Linked DNA regions of Sus scrofa: region 2 is linked to region 1. The links are chromatin contacts, called in public Hi-C maps. All regions are on one chromosome and are shown on one strand. Each heading gives the region's core, a stretch centred on a gene start, on an enhancer-like site or on the middle of the called end of the contact. The rest is flanking DNA. Distances are from core to core; before and after follow the strand shown. Region 1 overlaps IQCA1 (IQ and AAA domain-containing protein 1). Region 2 holds the start of IQCA1 (IQ and AAA domain-containing protein 1).

Region 1 (5,369 bases), core at 416-2,915:
ATCCAAGTAGGAACCATGAGGTTTCAGGTTCGATCCCTGGCCTCCCTCAGTGGGTTAAGGATCTGGCGTTGCCATGAGCTGTGGTGTAGGTCACAGATGTAGCTCAGATCCCACATTGCTGTGGCTTGGTGTAGGCCAGCAGCTGTAGCTCCGATTTGACCCCTAGCGTGGGAACCTCCATATGCCATGGGTGTGGCCCTAAAAAGACAAAAAGAAAGAAAGAAAAAAGAAAAGAAAGACCCAGAGGTCTCGGGAATGGAAGCCGTTTCATTAAAAACCACGGGCATGAGGCCACTGAGTCCTGGCCTGACTGAGAGCAGCTGTGGGGGTTGCTTTTAATTAACCAAAGGAAAGCAGGATATTATGCTCGTGCTGGCCCATCAGTGCCAGGAAGCCCCGGCGCAGTCCTGTGACGTGCACGGGGGTTGCAGCAGCTTGAGAGCAGCAAAATGCAGTTAGGAGGCACCTGCTGGAGAAGGCGAACCAACAGGAGGGCCCGGTTACTCGTCCCGTCTTCTTATGGAGAATCCCTCCCAGCAAATTTGTCTCTGTAGAGCCAAGAATGCACCACTTAGGAAACATCAGACATCGCTTCTGGCTGGAGGTGTTCACTGCACCCACAGCACCCTGTACCCATGAAAACACGTCTTTGAAACGAGTCTCTGATTTGCTTCCCAAGCACAAATTCAAATCCACTTTGCTCCTGTCCGTGGGGAGGGTTCCTTTATTTACACACAATCACTCCAATGGGCTCCTCGAAGACATGCATTGAGGAGGCCACCAGTGGCTCAGCGGTTAAGGATCCGGCATTGTTACTGCTGTGGCTCCGGTCGCTGCTGTGGTGCGGGTTCAATTCCTGGCCTGGGCAGTTTGGGCATGCTGCAGGCTCGGAAGAAAAGACGTGTTTACTCTACAAGTAAACAATGGTCATTTAAAATTCTCTTCTACTAAAGCTGTAGGTGGAAAGAATATACATCTGTTTAGCTAGGAAATATTAGAAATATTTCTAACAATTAAGAAACATGAGATATTTAATAGGTATTTTGTGGGCAAAAGAAGTTATGAAGGCATGGCACCAGCCTCGCGGGGTATGTGCAATGGTGAATCGGGGATGGAGGAGCGGGAAGGATGCTTGGTCTCCGCTGGGAGTCTGGCACCTTCTAAGGGGTTTTATACACCCTCCCCCTTTTAATTGCCCCACTCCCTGATAGGCAGGGATTAAGGTCTCCATTTGACAGACAGGAACACTGAGGCTCAGAGTGCTTACTGTGACCCAAAGTACCAAAGAAGGATTTAAGCCTCAGTCTGGCTCTGAAGCTGTCACCTGGCCCCCAGCTGGCCTCTGGGGAGCAAAGGCTGTGTCCTGCCTCGTGGTGGCCTGAGGGCAAGGTCATGTCTGCTGGGGACATTTCAGCCTGAGAAAGCGACGAAAATGGAGGCCACAGCATCCTGTCGGCAGCTCCCACCGGGTTCCCCGTCTTCCTGATCCCCCTCCCGACCATCCCGGCCACCCATGAGAAGGCTGAGAGAAGCCAGCGGGGCCCAGGACAACAGGCCAGAGCAGAGCGTGTGCATCCCGGGCCCTGGGCCTGGGGAAGGACGTCCCCTCCTTCCTGGAGTCCTGGCTTCCTGCCTTTGTAAGAGCTCTGGCCGCGGAGGGCTGGAGCCAGAGGGAGGCTTCAGAGGTCAGGGCTGATGAGACTGCCCAGCCAGGGTCCAGGCCACGAGGCCCGTACAGGCTGGCAGATCGGACAGAAGGGAGCCAAGGTGCTGCTCGTGCCTCGGCACCACCCACCGGGGCTCCTTGCCAGGCTCACGGCCAACAGCCCGTGGCAGAAGGCCAAGCGTTCCTGCCCAGATGTGCTGGTGTAAACAGCTGGACCAGGAGTCGGACGATGGGGAGCCCGGCCAGGACCGTTTCTGTAGCTCACAGAGACTTCTGCTCCTGCTTAGTAACCCAAACAAAGACATCGCTGCTATTCGTGGGTAGATTTTTTTAAAACACCCACACAGATGGATAGTAAATGTAATAAATATGTTAGTCCCGCCTTTACAAGGTGAAATTCAATCAGGATAAACCAAAGACCTACACCTGACCCCCAAAAAGCAGCTGCTCGGGTGAGAGAAGGGGGGGGATGTGGAGAGGGGGGATGTGGAGAGGGGGGAGGAGAGGGAGGGAGGGAAACAGAATTTCGCCCTTTTGTGCAGCTTCAGGCATGAAAATAAAGGAATTGGGGGCTGGTGCCCGTGAGCCCTGAGTGGGCTGTTGTCGGAAAACCAGGCAAACAGGTATCAGGGCTGTTCTCTAAGCCAGACTTCCTATTTTAGAGCAGTCTTGGGCTCCCAGCAGAACCGGGCCGCAGCCTCAGCGCGTTGCCAGGTCCCACGGCCGCACGGAGGATGGGGCGGCCCCAGACGGCAGGTGCCTGGGGCGCCGTCTGCAGTGAGCGGACCGGGCTGTCATCTCGGTGAACGTGGTGGGCATCTGCTCTTGGTCTGTGCTGGGCGATGCGGACGAGCTGGGCCCAGGTCCGTGTCACAGGCCTTAAAGAATTTTCAACCACATTGGAAAGGCTTAGGGCAGGGGTGCCGGAAAGGTGCCCGGTGGGGGGAGTGCAGCCCGGCACCAGGCGTTGACCCTTGTGCTTCTGAGTTGGCATAGAGTTGGAGCAGGCGGCTGTGAACCCATGAGGTTGGCGTAGCTGGGAGTGGGCTGGCCGAAGGGGTACCAGGGGACCGTCTGGACAATCTGTAAGCCTGACACCTGTCACCATCCAGCTGCCTTCCCCTCGAATTTGCCTGACCATCAGCAGTGGCATCAGCATGTTTCTGTCACCAGCGCTGACCTGGTCGCCCCAGATCACCTGTCACAGTCCATCGACTGGGCCTGAATCCCCCCCGCCCCCACTGCCCCAATCCTCTCCTCTGCCTTGGTTTATCTGACTCTTCAATCCATCCCTGCTCTTCCTGTGATTGTCATTTATGGTTTGTCCCAGCTAACACCCAGTAAGGACTCGAAGGTACTGCTGCTGCTACGTAAAAGATCATGCACGGAAATAGACATGTTAAATATTCTCTTTCTTTTTTCTTTTTGTCTTTTTTTTTTTTAAGGGTCGTACCCAGGCATATGGAGGTTCCCAGGCTAGGGGGTTGAACTGGAGCTGTAGCCACTGGTCTATGCCGCAGCCACAGCAACACGGGATCCGAGCCTTGGCTGCAACCTACACCATAGTCCACGGCAACACCTGATTCTTAACCCACTGAGCGAGGCCAGGGATAGAACCGCATCCTCATGGATCCTAGTCAGGTTCATTTCTGCTGAGCCACAATGGGGACTCCTTAAATATTCTTTTCTTTTTACAATGATTTTTATTTTTTCCATTGTAGCTGGTTTACAGTGTTCTGTCAGTTTTCTACTGTACAGCATGGTGACCCAGTTACACATACGTGTATACATTCTTTTTTCTCACATGATCATGCTCCATCATAAGAGGCTAGACATAGTTCCCAGTGCTACACAGCGGGATCTCATTGCTCATCCATTCCAAAGGCAATAATTTGCATCTATTATAACCCCGAACTCCTAGTCCATCCCACTCCCTCCCCCTCCCCCTTGGCAACCACAAGTCTGTTCTCCAAGTCCATGAGTTTCTTTTCTGTGGAAAGGTTCATTTGTGTGGTATATTAGATTCCAGGAATAAGTGATATCATATGGTATTTGTCTTTCTCTTTCTGACTTCCTTCACTGAGTATGAGAGTCTCTAGTTCCATCCATGTTGCTGCAAATGGAATTATTTTGTTCTTTTTGATGGCTGAGTAGTATTCCATTAAGTATTCTTTTGAAGTGATGGAAATACGGGACAGGATGTCTTCACATATTCAGTATTGAAACAGAATCCAAGTGACTATTGTTTGGAAAGTGAACCCCAGCTCCTCCCCAGCAGGACAGCACCTTGCTGGTGGCTGTCTGGCTGCCCAGCCACTCCCATTCAGACACAGGAGGCTACACACTCTGCAGGTGGGGACCACGTTTCCCAGGCAGTCCTGCATCCCACCATAGATGCTCAGCAAATCTCTGTGGGACGGGCGGATGGACAGGTGGACGGATGGATGGAAAGGTGGATAGATTCTCCTTTTCAGTTTGGTAAACTTAAGACGCAATCATAGAAAGACATAGCTGGTTTTTCCTGGGGTTCTCTATGGCAAGCAAAACAGGACACGTTCAGAAAGAACTTCCAAAGCTTCCAAGGTCATGTGGGCAGATCTAGTGCATACTTCAAGCGTGCCAAACACAAACCGGTTTTCATTGTTGAGCCACTCTGCCCCAACCCAAGAGAATTTAATCCTAATGGCAGATGTTGAGAGCATTTCTTTGGAGAATACAGAAGATCAAATCCACGAAATTCACACCAAAAGTAACTGTCTGACCGAACTTCCCAGAATTTGAAAAAGCACGTGTCGGTGGAAATGCAACTTTAGTCGGGAAGTGATATTCGATGGGGCTGCAGAGCCCCCTACTGGCGGCCGCAGGAAACGGTCCTCTGTAACTTCTGAAAAGTTCAATTATGAATGAATTACATTTAATTGCCCATGACCTCAAACTATCTGGGAGTAATTTAAATGAAGCCTTTTCTGCTAAATGAAAATTAAAAGAGCAAAGGATACCATTTTTCATTAACAAATTGGCAAGGAGTTTTTTATTGTTAATACTTGTGGAGGAGAAGAGTGAAAAACAGACCCACTTGTTTACGGCTGGAGAGTGTGAAGAGAGGGCCTCCGGGAAGGCAGGTGGATGGCACCGGTGAAAACGGGAAGCACTGGCACACACCCAGATCTAGCGACTTCGTGGACCCAAAAATGCTCACCTAAGCGCCCTTCAGTTTAGCAAGAAAACAGAAAACCATCCATATGTTCAAAAAATGAAGGTTAGATCGATAAATTAGGGGATCCCATGTTAAAATGATTTGGAGAAATAAATTTCATACTGAAGCGAACAATTTGATTTCCTTAAAATCACATCGAGGAGTTCCCTGGTGGCTCAGCAGATGAAGGACCCAGCGTGGTCACTGCTGTGTCTCGGGTTTGATCCCTGGCCCAGGAACTTCTGCTGGTGTGGCCAAAAAACATATATAATTAATAAATAAAATCACATTAAAAAAATCGGAGTTCCCGTTGTGGCTCAGTTGTTAACGAATCCGACTAGGAACCATGAGGTTCAGGTTCGATCCCTGGCCTTGCTCAGTGGGTTAAGGATCCAGCGTTGCCGTGAGCTGTGGTGTAGGTCACAGACTCAGCTCAGATCCCGAGTTGCCTGTGGCTGTGGCGTAGGCCGGTGGCTACAGCTCCGACTGGACCCCTAGCCTGGGAAC
Region 2 (5,307 bases), core at 2,523-5,022, 140 kb before region 1:
TATCATGATTCCCAGGAAAGTGAGTCCAGGAGAGACTCAGAAAAGAAGGTCAGGTTCTGGTATCATCTGGTATCATTAAAGTGATTTGTGAGTTCTTAGACAAGGAAGCAGAGACAAGTGGTCTTTGAAACAAGGCAGACCATACGACCCTGATTTTCAACTTCCATATTTACCAGCCTAGTAGATACGGGCAATGCTGTAGATGTAATACCGCTGCGTATTAGCAACGCCCTTGACAGCACCCTTATCTCAGGGACCTGCTGAAGACAAGCAGAAATGCGAGCCGGACGAGAGCGTGGCCGGGCAGGCTGATAACCTATCGACTGACGCTAACCTGGACATGTTTCTAGTACGGTGCCGTCAGGCTCCCCGGCTTTCTTGTAGAGAAGAGCTCCACCCATGGCGTGGATCCAGTTTGAGGACGGGATGGCGAGTGCGGTGAAGGACTGAGGGGCGCAGCTGGAGAACCCTGGGGGCATCAGAGGTTGGGCTGACTGTGGCCGCCCAACACTAGACGGAAGGGGTGGGGGCTGGGCTAGGGCCCCTATTGCTCCCCCATGGAGCGTCTACCAGCCCCCACCTTGAAGCTTTTGTCTCACTGGTTTATGTCCAAAGGACACTGACTGGGTGAATGGAGATACAGAGGGACTGATTGCAAGGGAACTTGAAACTTTTTTTTTTTCTTTTTTTTTGGTCTTTTTGTCTTTTTCCAGGGCCGCACATACGGCCTATGGAGGTTCCCAGGCTAGGGGTCTCATCAGAGCTATAGCTGCCCACCTACGCCAGTGCCACAGCAACACAGGATCTGAGCCGCGTCTGGGACCTACACCACAGCTCATGGCAATGCTGGATCCTTAACCCACTGAGCAAGGCCAGGGATCGAACCTGCAACCTCATGGTTCCTAGTTGGATTCGTTAACCACTGAGCCACGACGGGAACTCCGGGGAACCTGAAATCCTGTGTTTAAAAACTCGACCGTGGGCACCCTGTGATTAAGACGACTTGAGGAGGGAATGCGTAGGTTTAACTGTGTAGAAGCTCCTCCTGCAGAAGAGAGTTGTTGTGTTTTGCACGCGAGCTTTGAGTAAAAGCAAAGAATGATCATGAGAGTTGGCCCCAACCAGCTGCACTTTCCAGAGGCGCCAAGCAGCCCCTCTTTACTGCCAGTGTGTGGTCAAAAAGAAATGCTCAAGAGACAGGAATGTCCTGGGGGCTTGAAGCTTCTGAGACAGAAGGAAATCAGACACCCTTCCAGGCCTGTCCTCCCTCCAAGAATGTCCCTGGGAAAACGAAGGCTGAGAGCATCATTCTCCTGGGTGGCCGTCCCCTCTACTGCTGGAAGGCAGAATCCATTCCTAACAAGACACACCCTTTCCTATCGCACGGCGGGGACGACTGTGCTTTGCACAGAATGGGCATCAATAAACATTTGCCCGAATGACTTTAGATAGATCCAGAGGACGGAGATATGAATGTTCCCAGAGACCTGGCAGTCTGATTAGGATGCTGCATAAATTATTCAACACTGAGGATAAAGTAACCTTTTCTACTGAATATACATACGTAGGGAGCAATTTTTTTTTTTTTTTTTTTTTTGTAAAAGTGGTTTGAGAAATACTGTCTTTAGTAACATCTATCCACAGGAAACCAATTTTTTTAAGACAAATGTCCACTCAGGGAGGTGCTGCTACCAACAAAGAGATAAGGGTTAGGGGTGTGGTCTTTGGAGGGAGACGATCACGTGAGCCAGGTGCACCTCCACCATCACCTGGAGGGTGGCCTTGGATATAGAGTTGCTTAACCTGCCTGAGTCAGGATCCAGGTGTGTAAAATGAGGATGAAAACATTACTCAACTCAAAAAATCAGTGGGACGCTCTAATGAATATACATCAGGTCGTAAGCAGACCCTGGCGTGGAACAAGCGGTCTGTCAGTGCAGCAACTGGCAAAGCTCGTGGGACACAATCAGAGGACAACTGTGTTTGTTCTGCTCTGTAGAGTTTGGAAGACCTTGTTTCACTGTCTTGCACGGAGTACTCGCTCTCCTTTTAACACGGCTTGTATCTTCGGGTGTCTGGATTTCATCATCAAGAGTTTTATTTTCTAGAAAAGCTCATGGGCTGTAATTCGCATTGAATGTCGCCTACCCGGCAGCCCACACGGCCTGATTGGTTTTTTTAATCTACCCTTCTCTCGCTCTTAACGCAGGTAAATGCTGGTTACTCTAAGACAACAATGGCAGTCACATCGCAGCTGGTCCTTTTTTCTGTCTTGACTTGTTACCGAGGGAAGCTGTCATGTCTAGAGCAGCGGCAGACGGAAACTGTCCAACTTCCTAAGGATGACTGCTCCAAAGATGGGAAGACCACCAAACACTGGTGATGTCACCACGCTGCTGAAATAATCAGCTCCAAAACAGCCTCGTCGGTATGCTTGTCATTAAGGGAGATGGTAGAGCCTCTCACGGTTTAAGCCATTGGACACTGGCTTTTCTATCTCTTGCACTTAAAAACAGGCCAGTTGACACGTGAGCACTGTATTTCCTAAGAGTGTTCGCATTTTGGAATCTTAACTGTGATGAGTGGCAATATTTGTGGTTCACGTTTCCCCCCAAGAACGGTGTAAATACCACCACCAGTGTGAGGCCAGCCACGGTCCCTGCACCACTTCTCCTTGAAGCTCAATAACATGCCCAGGATATCTCAGGGGTGGGTTGTCCCAAGTCAGTTTTTCCTGGAACATAGTGAGAACGTTTGATCTGCAGGTTTCATTCATCTCAGAAATGTTTCTTTCTATCTTTGAAACAAATTAATCGGAGGTCTCCCTTTCAGGAACATCAGCTCATCCTTTATAATTTGCTTAAATGCCTTTCTTCTCTACGTTCACTGCAGTGGAGTTCAGCTTTTCCTTTAAGTCAGTCATTCAAATGAATTGTGCCCCGTCTATTTCTAATTTGGTTCCTCTGTTGAACTATTTCTGATTTTCATTTGTTTCTTTTAGCTATAAAAATCTCCTTTTCTTTCTTTCTTTTTTTTTTTTTTTGGCCCTGTCCACAGCATGAGGAAGTTCCTGGGCCGGAGACCAAAGCTGTGACACAGCAGCAACCTGAACCGCTGTAGTGACAATGCCAAATCCTTAACCCACTGTGCCACAAGGGAGCTCCCATAGAATCTTCTTTTCCTTCTCATTATGTTGTCTTATATTCTCTCCCCGCTCTTATTCTGTTAAATTGATGTCCTTATTGCCTTGTTCTATAATATGGAACACATGTAAAGAATTTTTTTCTGTTTGGTTACTCTTCCTCCAGGCTCGGCTGCTAACCTGTCTCATCCACGCCAAAATCCTTTTTTTCCCTCCTCCTTTTATTGAAGTCCTGGATTTGGATAGAGGCTATGCTGCTTCTTTCCATCTTACACGTATGTATTGTGGATTGCTCTCTGCAAATCTTCTAGTTGTTCAAATATACTGTGAGCAAATTCTCCTTGGCTGTTCTCACACTGTATGAGAATGAGTTTGACAGCTGGGAGATGGCATTTTTACTTTCTCGAGCCTGGATACACAGTGAGGATAAGGACTGACCACTGAATCTTTGCAAGGTCTGGGCTCAGCTCTCTTCTGGATTCTGGTAAACTCCCCTACCACCATTCCTTACCTTTGTCAGGAGGGCATCCTGTTCCTGTGACAAAATGTCCTTCTCCTTTGAAACTCTGCCTCCGTTTGGTGTAAAGTCCTAGAAAATGGCAAGCGCTAGTGATTTTTTTTCCTAGCTCTTGATGGGGCCTGTGGACAGCAGCCAGTATTTTGACTGGTGATGGTTTTATCTCACCTGGATTTCCCAGGTGGCTTGCTTCCTCTTACTCTACTCACCTTTCACCTCACTTCTCAAATTCCTGTCTTCTTTACATTAGAAAGTATTAGTGAGCATCCTTGGTACTTTGTCTACCTGGCATCTTGCCCCAGGGGATGAAATTAGATGCTGTTCTCCGGCGCAGGCTTCTATCTCACTGAGTTGTTTTGAAGTTTATGGTATGAAGTTGTATTTAATTTTTTTCTTTTCTTTTTTTTATTTGCTGGTTTTTACTATTCTTTTATTCATGTCATAGTAATTGCGGTGTGGGAGAACGGTCCTATGATCCAGATTTATTATAATTTTTACGTGTTTGTCCTCTACACGCTGTTTCAACCGCAGTCCTTCTGAATGTGTTCCTGTAGGAACTGCAGATTATAAAATCTGCAAATAAATCCCCACGGTTACCAAAGACGACAGAACAATGAAAGCAAACACTCGGAGCGACTTGCTAATGAATAACAGCCACACCTTTTATATTTACGGTGTGCTGTTGCCTTACTCCATTTTCATTAAGCCCCAGCAGGGCAGCATCTGCCTCTCCGCCCGCACCCGCAGATCTAAGTCTGAGCTTGGCCCGCAGCAGACACCCAGAAATGTTTGGAACGAAGAACGACTGTCACCCCCCCTTTACAGACCGGAAGACTGGGGTCCCAAACATTGAGGACCTCGTCCAAGGCCACATATCTGAAGCTGGAAGAAAATGGGCAAACGGGAAAGCGGGACGCAAGGCGGACAACGAGCGTACGTGGGACCGGGGCCTGTCGGGGAACGCGCTCTGGGCGGATCCCCCGGGAGGCGGTGACTCGGACCCGCTCAGCCACCACCTGCCGGGCAGCTTCCGCCCCAGTGGGCCACGCGGTTGCCAGGGAAACAGCAGGAGCGCCACGCAGGCGCAAAGCATGCAGGGGCGGAAAGCGCGCTGGCGGCCGAGCGGACCCGCGCTGCGCAGGCGTAGCGTCTCCGTTGCTAGGTTCCGCCTCGCCTCTGGCTCGCGGCCATAGTAAGGTTCTGGAGCCTCGCGGTGGAGAGGAGAACGCTGGAATCCCCCTCTCTGGGGCTGTTCGCACCCCTGGCTATTGCTTTTCCCTTTTCTAAGTGAGAGGATATCCCCAGTCCCAGTCCCTCTCCAGAAGGACCTTCCGCCAGCGCCTCTGGTGGTCTCCTGACTTCTGCAGCCAGCTTTCAGAGGGCGACAGAAGAGCTTCCAGGCGGGCGAGGAAAAGAGGGAAAGTAGCCAGCATGTCGAACGCGTAAGTGATGGGCTGCGGGGCCGTAGCTATGGGGTAGGTTTCTCCAAAGAAAAAAGTCTTGCCGTGCTTCTTTTTCGTTTCTTCCCACCACTCCCCACCACACACACACCTTTTTGCGGTGTCAGCAAGTAAAGATACACCTCAGCATAGAGTATCACCTTCTGTGGACAAAGAATGCCATACATTTCTGTCTCTCAACTCCCCCT

Evidence for each region. Hi-C and Micro-C count contacts between places; a contact is called where the count stands out from the background.
Region 2: a contact with region 1 is called in a Hi-C map of mesenteric adipose tissue, with 2.2 times the contacts expected there. The contact joins the promoter of IQCA1 here to the enhancer-like site in region 1. A contact is called at or near these places in 12 of 47 Hi-C or Micro-C datasets (alveolar macrophages, embryonic fibroblasts, fetal heart ventricle and 7 more) and 1 of 2 datasets of contacts at active chromatin or transcription factors (skeletal muscle).

What each region holds. Positions count from the first base shown.
Region 1 is chr15:136,183,382-136,188,750 of Sscrofa11.1, reverse strand. The region is part of intron 15 of IQCA1 (IQ and AAA domain-containing protein 1); the gene reads left to right. Among named protein-coding and RNA genes, the nearest start is that of ASB18, 70 kb to the right of the region's middle. Within about 2 kb of position 1,665, at least 17 of the 83 cell types and tissues checked have an H3K27ac peak or open chromatin away from gene starts, as enhancers often do. A contact at or near this core is called in mesenteric adipose tissue, omental adipose tissue, retroperitoneal adipose tissue and 2 more, where this site is marked.
Region 2 is chr15:136,321,190-136,326,496 of Sscrofa11.1, reverse strand. IQCA1 (IQ and AAA domain-containing protein 1) reads left to right here and starts at 3,772. Exons shown (of 19, transcript XM_013984621.2): 1 at 3,772-5,101. The coding sequence starts at 5,091.